Linked DNA regions of Mus musculus: region 1 is linked to region 2. The links are chromatin contacts, called in public Hi-C maps. All regions are on one chromosome and are shown on one strand. Each heading gives the region's core, a stretch centred on a gene start, on an enhancer-like site or on the middle of the called end of the contact. The rest is flanking DNA. Distances are from core to core; before and after follow the strand shown. Region 1 overlaps Smoc1 (SPARC related modular calcium binding 1). Region 2 holds the start of Smoc1 (SPARC related modular calcium binding 1).

The links. A called contact is a pair of places that touch in the nucleus more often than the background predicts.
Region 1: a Hi-C map of Sertoli cells shows a contact between it and region 2, with 1.7 times the contacts expected there. The contact joins the enhancer-like site here to the promoter of Smoc1 in region 2. A contact is called at or near these places in 20 of 39 promoter capture datasets (the 3T3-L1 cell line, 3T3-L1-derived adipocytes, the C10 cell line and 13 more), 1 of 15 datasets of contacts at CTCF or cohesin (large pre-B cells), 18 of 484 Hi-C or Micro-C datasets (the AtT-20 cell line, the NIH/3T3 cell line, Sertoli cells and 8 more), 27 of 115 datasets of contacts at active chromatin or transcription factors (the NIH/3T3 cell line, T-cell acute lymphoblastic leukemia, craniofacial prominence and 17 more) and 4 of 9 other capture datasets (adipose tissue, liver, macrophages and 1 more).

Annotation. Positions count from the first base shown.
Region 1 is chr12:81,158,969-81,162,508 of GRCm38.p6, forward strand. All of the region lies in intron 7 of Smoc1 (SPARC related modular calcium binding 1), which reads left to right. Among named protein-coding and RNA genes, the nearest start is that of Mir3067, 5.4 kb to the right of the region's middle. Within about 2 kb of position 2,068, at least 9 of the 459 cell types and tissues checked have an H3K27ac peak or open chromatin away from gene starts, as enhancers often do. A contact at or near this core is called in Sertoli cells and granulosa cells, where this site is marked.
Region 2 is chr12:81,024,934-81,028,270 of GRCm38.p6, forward strand. It overlaps Smoc1 (SPARC related modular calcium binding 1), which reads left to right and starts at 1,875. Exons shown (of 13, transcript NM_022316.2): 1 at 1,875-2,225. The coding sequence starts at 2,130.

The sequences.
Region 1 (3,540 bases), core at 818-3,317, 130 kb after region 2:
GACTCATCTCTCTCTCTCTCTCTCTCTCTCTCTCTCTCTCTCTCTCTCTCTCTCTCTCTCTCCTGAACTATGTACCCTTTATAGTATGTACCAGGATAGACTGCTCCCATAACCTGGTCCTTGGTCTGCCATTACAGGTCAATTGAGGAGCCCCGTTAAACATGGGAATTAGGATGTTGGATATAGTCCACATGGAGTTGAGGACACTGCCACCTTAGACTAGTTAATTATAATAGCAGCTACCACTGTCCAGTTTACTGTAGCGCCAGGGTAAATGTTGTACTTTCATTTGCGGTGTCAGGTATCTAAACTGATGCCTTATATGTGCTAAGTAAGCACCCTACCATTGAGCTACAGCTTAAGTCCCATCTTATCAGACATAGCTGTGGGGCATGTGTAGGGGCTACTCTGCTGGCACAGGTAAGGAACTTTGAGACTGTGCAAGATCAAGATCAAGTGGGAGAAACCCAAAGACTACGTTCTTGACTACCGTGCTACACTGCCCCCGTTCTGACTGCTTCTGACGTCTACAAAGTCTTCTGCTGTGTGAGTCCCTTGGGTGAAGTGTACAGGAGTCAGAGTGATGGACACATCCTGACTTCAGATGCAGGGCCATGGAAGCCCAGGTCTCCTCAGCTTTGTCTTCTGCTCCTGGAGCATTCCATCTGAACGCTCCAAGTTCCTTCTGGCTTTGGGGAACAGCCATCCAGTTGAGATTATACAGCATCCCAATGTCTCCCTCTGGGACAGAACTTAAGTGATCCTTTCTTAACTAGTTGGCTCATGGGATAGGGCGGGTCCTCCAAGAGCATTCTCTAAGGTCCCTTTCAAGATTTGAATGAGGGATGATGTCATTTTTTTTTACTTCCATTCTGGGCATATTTTTCAGTGAAACAGTTTTGTTTGTTTGTCTGTTTTCATTTTTAAGATAGGGATGAAAAAACCTATTGCAATGGAAGAGGTGTCTTTATAAAATCTGTGCAAATTCTGTTTCTGAGTCCCCACTTCTATACTGGTTTGAACAAAGAGAGGGTAACTTTATTCTGTTAGTAGATGGCTTTTTGCCTTTTCCCTGCACTGGTCTCTCCTCTGGGCCTCTCCTTTTCTTAGCAGATAGCCTGTCTTTTGTTCTGAAGGGAGCTAGGAGCAGTGGCTCTGTGGACTCTCCCTCTCTGTGGGGCTCTCAAGGCCACACAGATGACTCCAAGATGACACACAAAATGGAGAGCTGGGAATTGCCTTTGGCCAAGTGGCCCTCACTGACAGAGGTGATGGAAAACCCAATGGTGAAAGGTTCTCGGAAAATTATCCTGGGGGGGGGGGGGCGGCACTTAGCCCCTCTTGAAAAAAAATTGCAAAGTCCACAGTAAGAAAAACAACCTATTCATATAAATGACTTGAAGCCATAGGTGCCAAGACTCCATGTGGCTGCATAAACAGAAAGGGTAGCTCAGTGATGTTCTATAAATCATTCCTAAAGATTATGACTCTAACTGGACCTCCCCCACCCCTCGGCACCACACTTCCGGTTCCCACACCAGCCCTTTCAACAGTAAAGGCAGGGCCATAAAGCCCAGGCCTTCCTTGTTGTCTGTCCTTTTCCTGCAGTCTGCCTCTTCTCCAGATTCTCAGCCACTAGGCTGCCCTGGGGTAGCCCCAGTACCAGACACCCATGTGCTCTCAGACCTGGAGAAGCCTGTGATAGGAGCTACACGGTTCCTTATGCACCCTGGAGTTTCATGTCACTATTTAGAAAGATTCTTTTTAAAAATGTATGGCTTGTTATTGTGGGTTATTGTTCAGCATTTCATTCATTTTTGATAAGAAATGAGAAGGGCAGGAGGTATTTGAAGAGGTTTTAAGGTCATTGCTGTTGACACAAGGCCAGTGTTTTCCTTAATATTCTTGGCCTAGCAAGATGATTCCTTTTGCAACAAATGTAAGCAAGCTCCCCTCCTTTTCCCAGGCCGAATCACCTTTTCTTGATGTTTACCCCCATAAGAGCATGCAGTCTCGAGGGGCTGAGGGTTGAGGGTGCGCATTTCCCAGGATGAGCTGGGGTCAGCCCCTGCAGTCTCATCACCACTGGGGGGCGCTCATCTGCTATCTGTGGGTCTCCTCTCTGCAGCATTGGCTAGAATAAAATCCTTGGACTAAATCCCCTCATGAATTCTTTCTCCGTGAAAGTCCATGGTTCTCTGAGGGAGAAACAAACCAGAGATGGGGGTGGTGAAGAGGTGAGCAGGGGGGCTGGCAAGATGGCTCAGCTGGTAAGAGCACTGACTGCTCTTCCGAAGGTCCTGAGTTCAAATCCCAGCAGCCACATAGTGGCTCACAACCACCCATAATGAGATCTGACGCCCTTTTCTGGTGTGTCTGAAGGCAGCTACAGTGTACTTATGTATAATAAATAATTTTTTTAAAAAAAAGAGGTGGGCAGGAGGGAGGTGATGAAGTCCTAACCTGTAAGCACTTACAGTTGGTTAGAGTCACAGTACGAAGGCTCTCAGCAGAGCCAGGGCTGCTCCCTGGCCTCCTTCCAATGAGGAGCCCTTGGATGGCTTCAGGGACAGAGAAAGACCTTGAGTGAGGATAGGCTGACATATCAGGGTTAGTTCTTCCTAATGGATCATATAATTCTCAGAAATTTCCTGGCCTTCTCAGAGCCTAATATGGTATCAAACTCAGTATATAACCATTCAGCAGCCCTGGCTCATACGAGCCCCCAGCACTTTTTTTATGGCATCCTCCTAGAATGTTTTGTCACCCACAGTCCCATGCTGGGTCCTCCTCTCTCCAGACACTGTCCTAAGTCCTACAATCCCTGCTGTCTCTCATTGTTTATTGCAACAACATAAGCAACTCTCAGGAGGACTAAAGAGGCTCCTTTAAAGAACTACTAGGTATTTATCCAGAGAGACAACTTCCTTGGTCAGAGCATCCTCCCAGGCTGCAGTTTTTTGTTTGTGTTCTTGATATAAGATCTCACAATGTAGCCCAGGCTAGCTTCAGACTCCTGATCTTTCTTCTTTAGCTCCTCCACTCCATCCACCTCTGACCTTTGCTGAGATTCCAGATATGTACCACCATATCTGGCTCACGACTCCTCAGGTTTTCTAGGTATTTGTCTCATCTTTCCTGAAGTTTTTATGCTGCTTCACTTCCTTTAGTATGTCCATTTGGCTGAGCAGCCTGACTCTGTTGTTTGGCCCAGGACTGCCTCGCAATTGCGATGTAAGCAATCAGTTCCAAGACTTAAAAAGAATTCTGCCTGGAGACTGTCATGGGAAGCCCTGCTTTTGTGTCTTTCAGCTGTAGGTGCGGCCTATTGATCTGAGACTCAAGGCTGCCTCATCTTACTTACCTGCATTTCTAACTGACTGGCTTGCCTGTATAGTTTAGACTTGCCATCTCCCTAATTCATGAGCCTCGTCCTTGAAATCTCCCTCTAGTTGTGTGTGTGTGTGTGTGTGTGTGTGTGTGTGTGTGTGAGAGAGAGAGAGAGAGAGAGAGAGAGAGAGAGAGAGAGAGAGAGAGAGG
Region 2 (3,337 bases), core at 625-3,124:
TGGCTTGGTCATCTACTAACCAGATGAGGCCATCAGACAAGTCGATCTCATGCATTGCCCTTTGACCTGCTTGCAAAGTAGAAATATTCACTCCATGAGCACAAAGTACTATGAAGTATTGGCTTGTTTTCTTCCTATACCATTTTAAGGGCTATACTCACTTTAATCTCCTTTAGTCTTGGCAATAACATACACATAGACACACATGGCATGGACGCCATTTTTTGCTCCCATTTTACAGAGGGGGAAAACAGAGTGAGTTCAAGGTTTTACCACTAGATGGCAGAACTGGAATTTCACCCCCATGGCAGTGGTGGTGGGTTCTGGCTCTAAAATATGATCAAGCCACTGAGTCCAGGTGGGAGAGACATGACACTTTTTTTTTTTTTAGAAATGTGCTTCATTTTAGTTTGAAGAACCCTTTATTCTTGCCTGGACATTCCCGTCTGAGGCTGATGGGGGAGGTGCAAAGCCCCTTGAACAGAGAGTGGTGCATTCTGGTTTGTTGTTCAGGAAGACTGGCTGGCTGTAGGGTGAAGGCTGTCTGTATGCAGCCAGATGGGGGTTAGGGTTAGCTTGCTCTTATAATCGAGAAGAGAAGCTGGAAGGGAGCAGAGCTAATCTTTGTCAGGACCTCTCAGGGCAGTCAGGGAGCTGTGAAACCTGGGCTTTATTTCAATCTGGTTAGAGAAATGGATCTTTCTTCACGAAGGGACGGGCCTGGACCGGTGGAAATCAAGCACGAAGAGTTGTGTTCCACTTTTGGAGATAATCACGGGTCTCTTGCGGGGAAGGCAGCAGACACTTTGTTGGGTTGAAGTGAGTGTGTGTGATGCGATGTAGCTGTTACCATTTTCAGGGTGGCCTCTTGGACCACTATGGAAAGAGCTCTAGCACCTGATAGGCCTGCTTAGAGCTGACCTATACAATCCAGGCTTGGGCTCCCAGGAAATTGCTCCTTGGAGGTCTCTAGGATATCTGTGCTCACAGAACACTCCTCCATCTCCTCCATTCATAACTTTCCTCCTCCCAATATGGGACCAGGATTCCTGGGACTGCCCTCTCCTCCCCGGCCTCCGCCCCAGCGTTGTTAGGCCACAGAGAAGCTGCTCCTGTGTTCTTTAAGTTCAGACTGATTAGCCAAGATGCCCGGGTTCTGACCGCAGGTCACATGGACCATAGGGCCATAGGGGTAGTTTACTGGACCCTCGGGGGACCCACCTTAGGCTGCTTCGGTTCGCCTCCGTCAGAATTATCTCAGGCAGCCGCTGTGGAACTTGGGTGTCACCCGTAAGGAGATTTTTTTTTTCTTTTTGAAATAAATGAATACCTCTTCCCGTAGGTCGCAGCTCACTCTGTGGGCCGCACCTGGTGGTTCCCCAGGTTGCCCTTGATTTTGCGGCCTCCGGGAAACATTTCTCAAGGACTTTGGGTCATTTGGAGCTATTTTCCCTGCCTGCTTCATGGAGCTGTTGCGACAACTCAAGCCTAAGAACTAACACACGATAAGTGTGTAAGGCTTCTTTACTATCCAGGTGACCATTCAGGAGGGACTGAGGCTGCTGGAGCGCGCGGAGGTTCCCAGCGAGGACTTGCTGAGAAAAAGTTACTCTTTATCCCAGCCTCTGCTGGAGCCCACTGTGGCCGGGAAGCCAGTGTAGCTCCTGGGGGGGTGGGGGGTGGGGGTGGGGGTGGGGGTGGGGGTGGGGGTGGGGTGGGGTACTGACCACGAACCGCCCCTCTCATCTCTCTCCCATTGGCTTCCACCTGCCGGAGGGTCGGCTGCTACAGGCCTCTCGACCCGTCAGTCAGCCTCTCCGGGCCCCGCCCCTCCCCTCCCGGGGTTTATAACGGGAATTCCCATGGCCCGAGCTCCCGCATCCAACCTGCTGTCGCCGCGGCCACGCCGAGCGCAGCAGGCGCCACGCGCAGAGCACACGCTCGCACTCCAGCTCCGGGCCTCCGCCGTTCATGACCGTGACCCCGGGCGCAGGCTCCTCCAGCCCCTGCCGCTGGCTCTTCGGCCACTCCCAGCTGCTGCAAGGGTCCCCACCTCCCCAAGTGCTTTGAAGCTAGCCTGAGCCCCCCTGCCCGCTGCCCGCTCGTGGCTGCCCGGCTCCGCTGGCACCATGCTGCCCGCGCGCGTCCGTCTGCTCACGCCCCACTTGCTGCTCGTGTTGGTGCAGCTGTCCCCGGCCGGCGGCCACCGCACCACCGGCCCCAGGGTAAGTGCGTCTCCCAGCTGCGCGCGCCCACCTGCGCTTGGCCGCTCATCTACAGGAGGGGGAAGGGAGGTGTCAGACCTTGTCCTCGACTTTACCGTCTAGTCCCTTGCAGGCCTCTTGGAGAAGTTGCTGAAATAAAATTTCATTGCCCCCCTCCTTCCCCGCCTTTTCTTGTAGCACTGACTCCCCACGACCTGTCACCGGTGGGTTTTCTTTCTCGAACTTCTCCTGAGGTTTTTCTCCTGGGCCTCCTAGGTCGGTGGGATCTCGGCCTTGGCTGGAGCAGAGTTTCCCTATGTTGTCGCTGCACCAGTCCCTCGAGCTGGCTTTCTTGGCAGGCAGAGGGTGTGTGTGTGTGTGTGTGTGTGTGTGTAGAAGGGGCGGGGGGGGGCACTCTGCCTAGAGAGTTTTAGGTTACCCGCGAGCCACACAAGGACCTTGTGTTGTTGTTGTTTTAAAAAGCAATCGCTGCTCGTAAAACCCACAGCAGATAATTTTAATGCCCCCCTCCTGCTGGCCTGGCCCTGGAGGAGTGGCAGGGGTAGGGAGCCGTGGAGAAGTTCGGAAGAACTTCTCCCCTGGGTTGGATCGGTTGAACCTTGATCTGATTGGAGTTTCTGAACCACACGAAATGTGCCAATTCTGTGCACAGGACGGGTTGTCCAGGGCATTGTAAAAAAAACGGGAACCAGCAGCACCGTGCTCATTTCTGGTCTAGATTATTGTTCTCCCTGCTCCCTCCTAATGGTCTAATAAAGAATTTCACTGCCTTAAAAATGTATTTGTTAAACCACCTAGAGGTTCCTTTGGCAACACGTAAGGGAGGCAGTCTCTGGGCAAGGATCAGGGTCAGTAAGATCAGAAGCCGGACCTCTGGGTAGCAGCTTGCCCGCTCCCATTCTGCGAGAATCTCTCTGGGAAAATAGCAAGGATTTGACTTCTGAGCAAATGAAGTTGGCTTCTCCACCAAATTGTGCTTTCTTCCCTGGATATCCTCTGGCCCCATTTCCTGGATGGCTAGCCCCATTACCACCTGTTCCCATAGCAGCTTCTTTATTCCTGGCCTTTGCTACCCGGGAATCATCTTTATAGCTGCAGTGTATGGAGGAAAA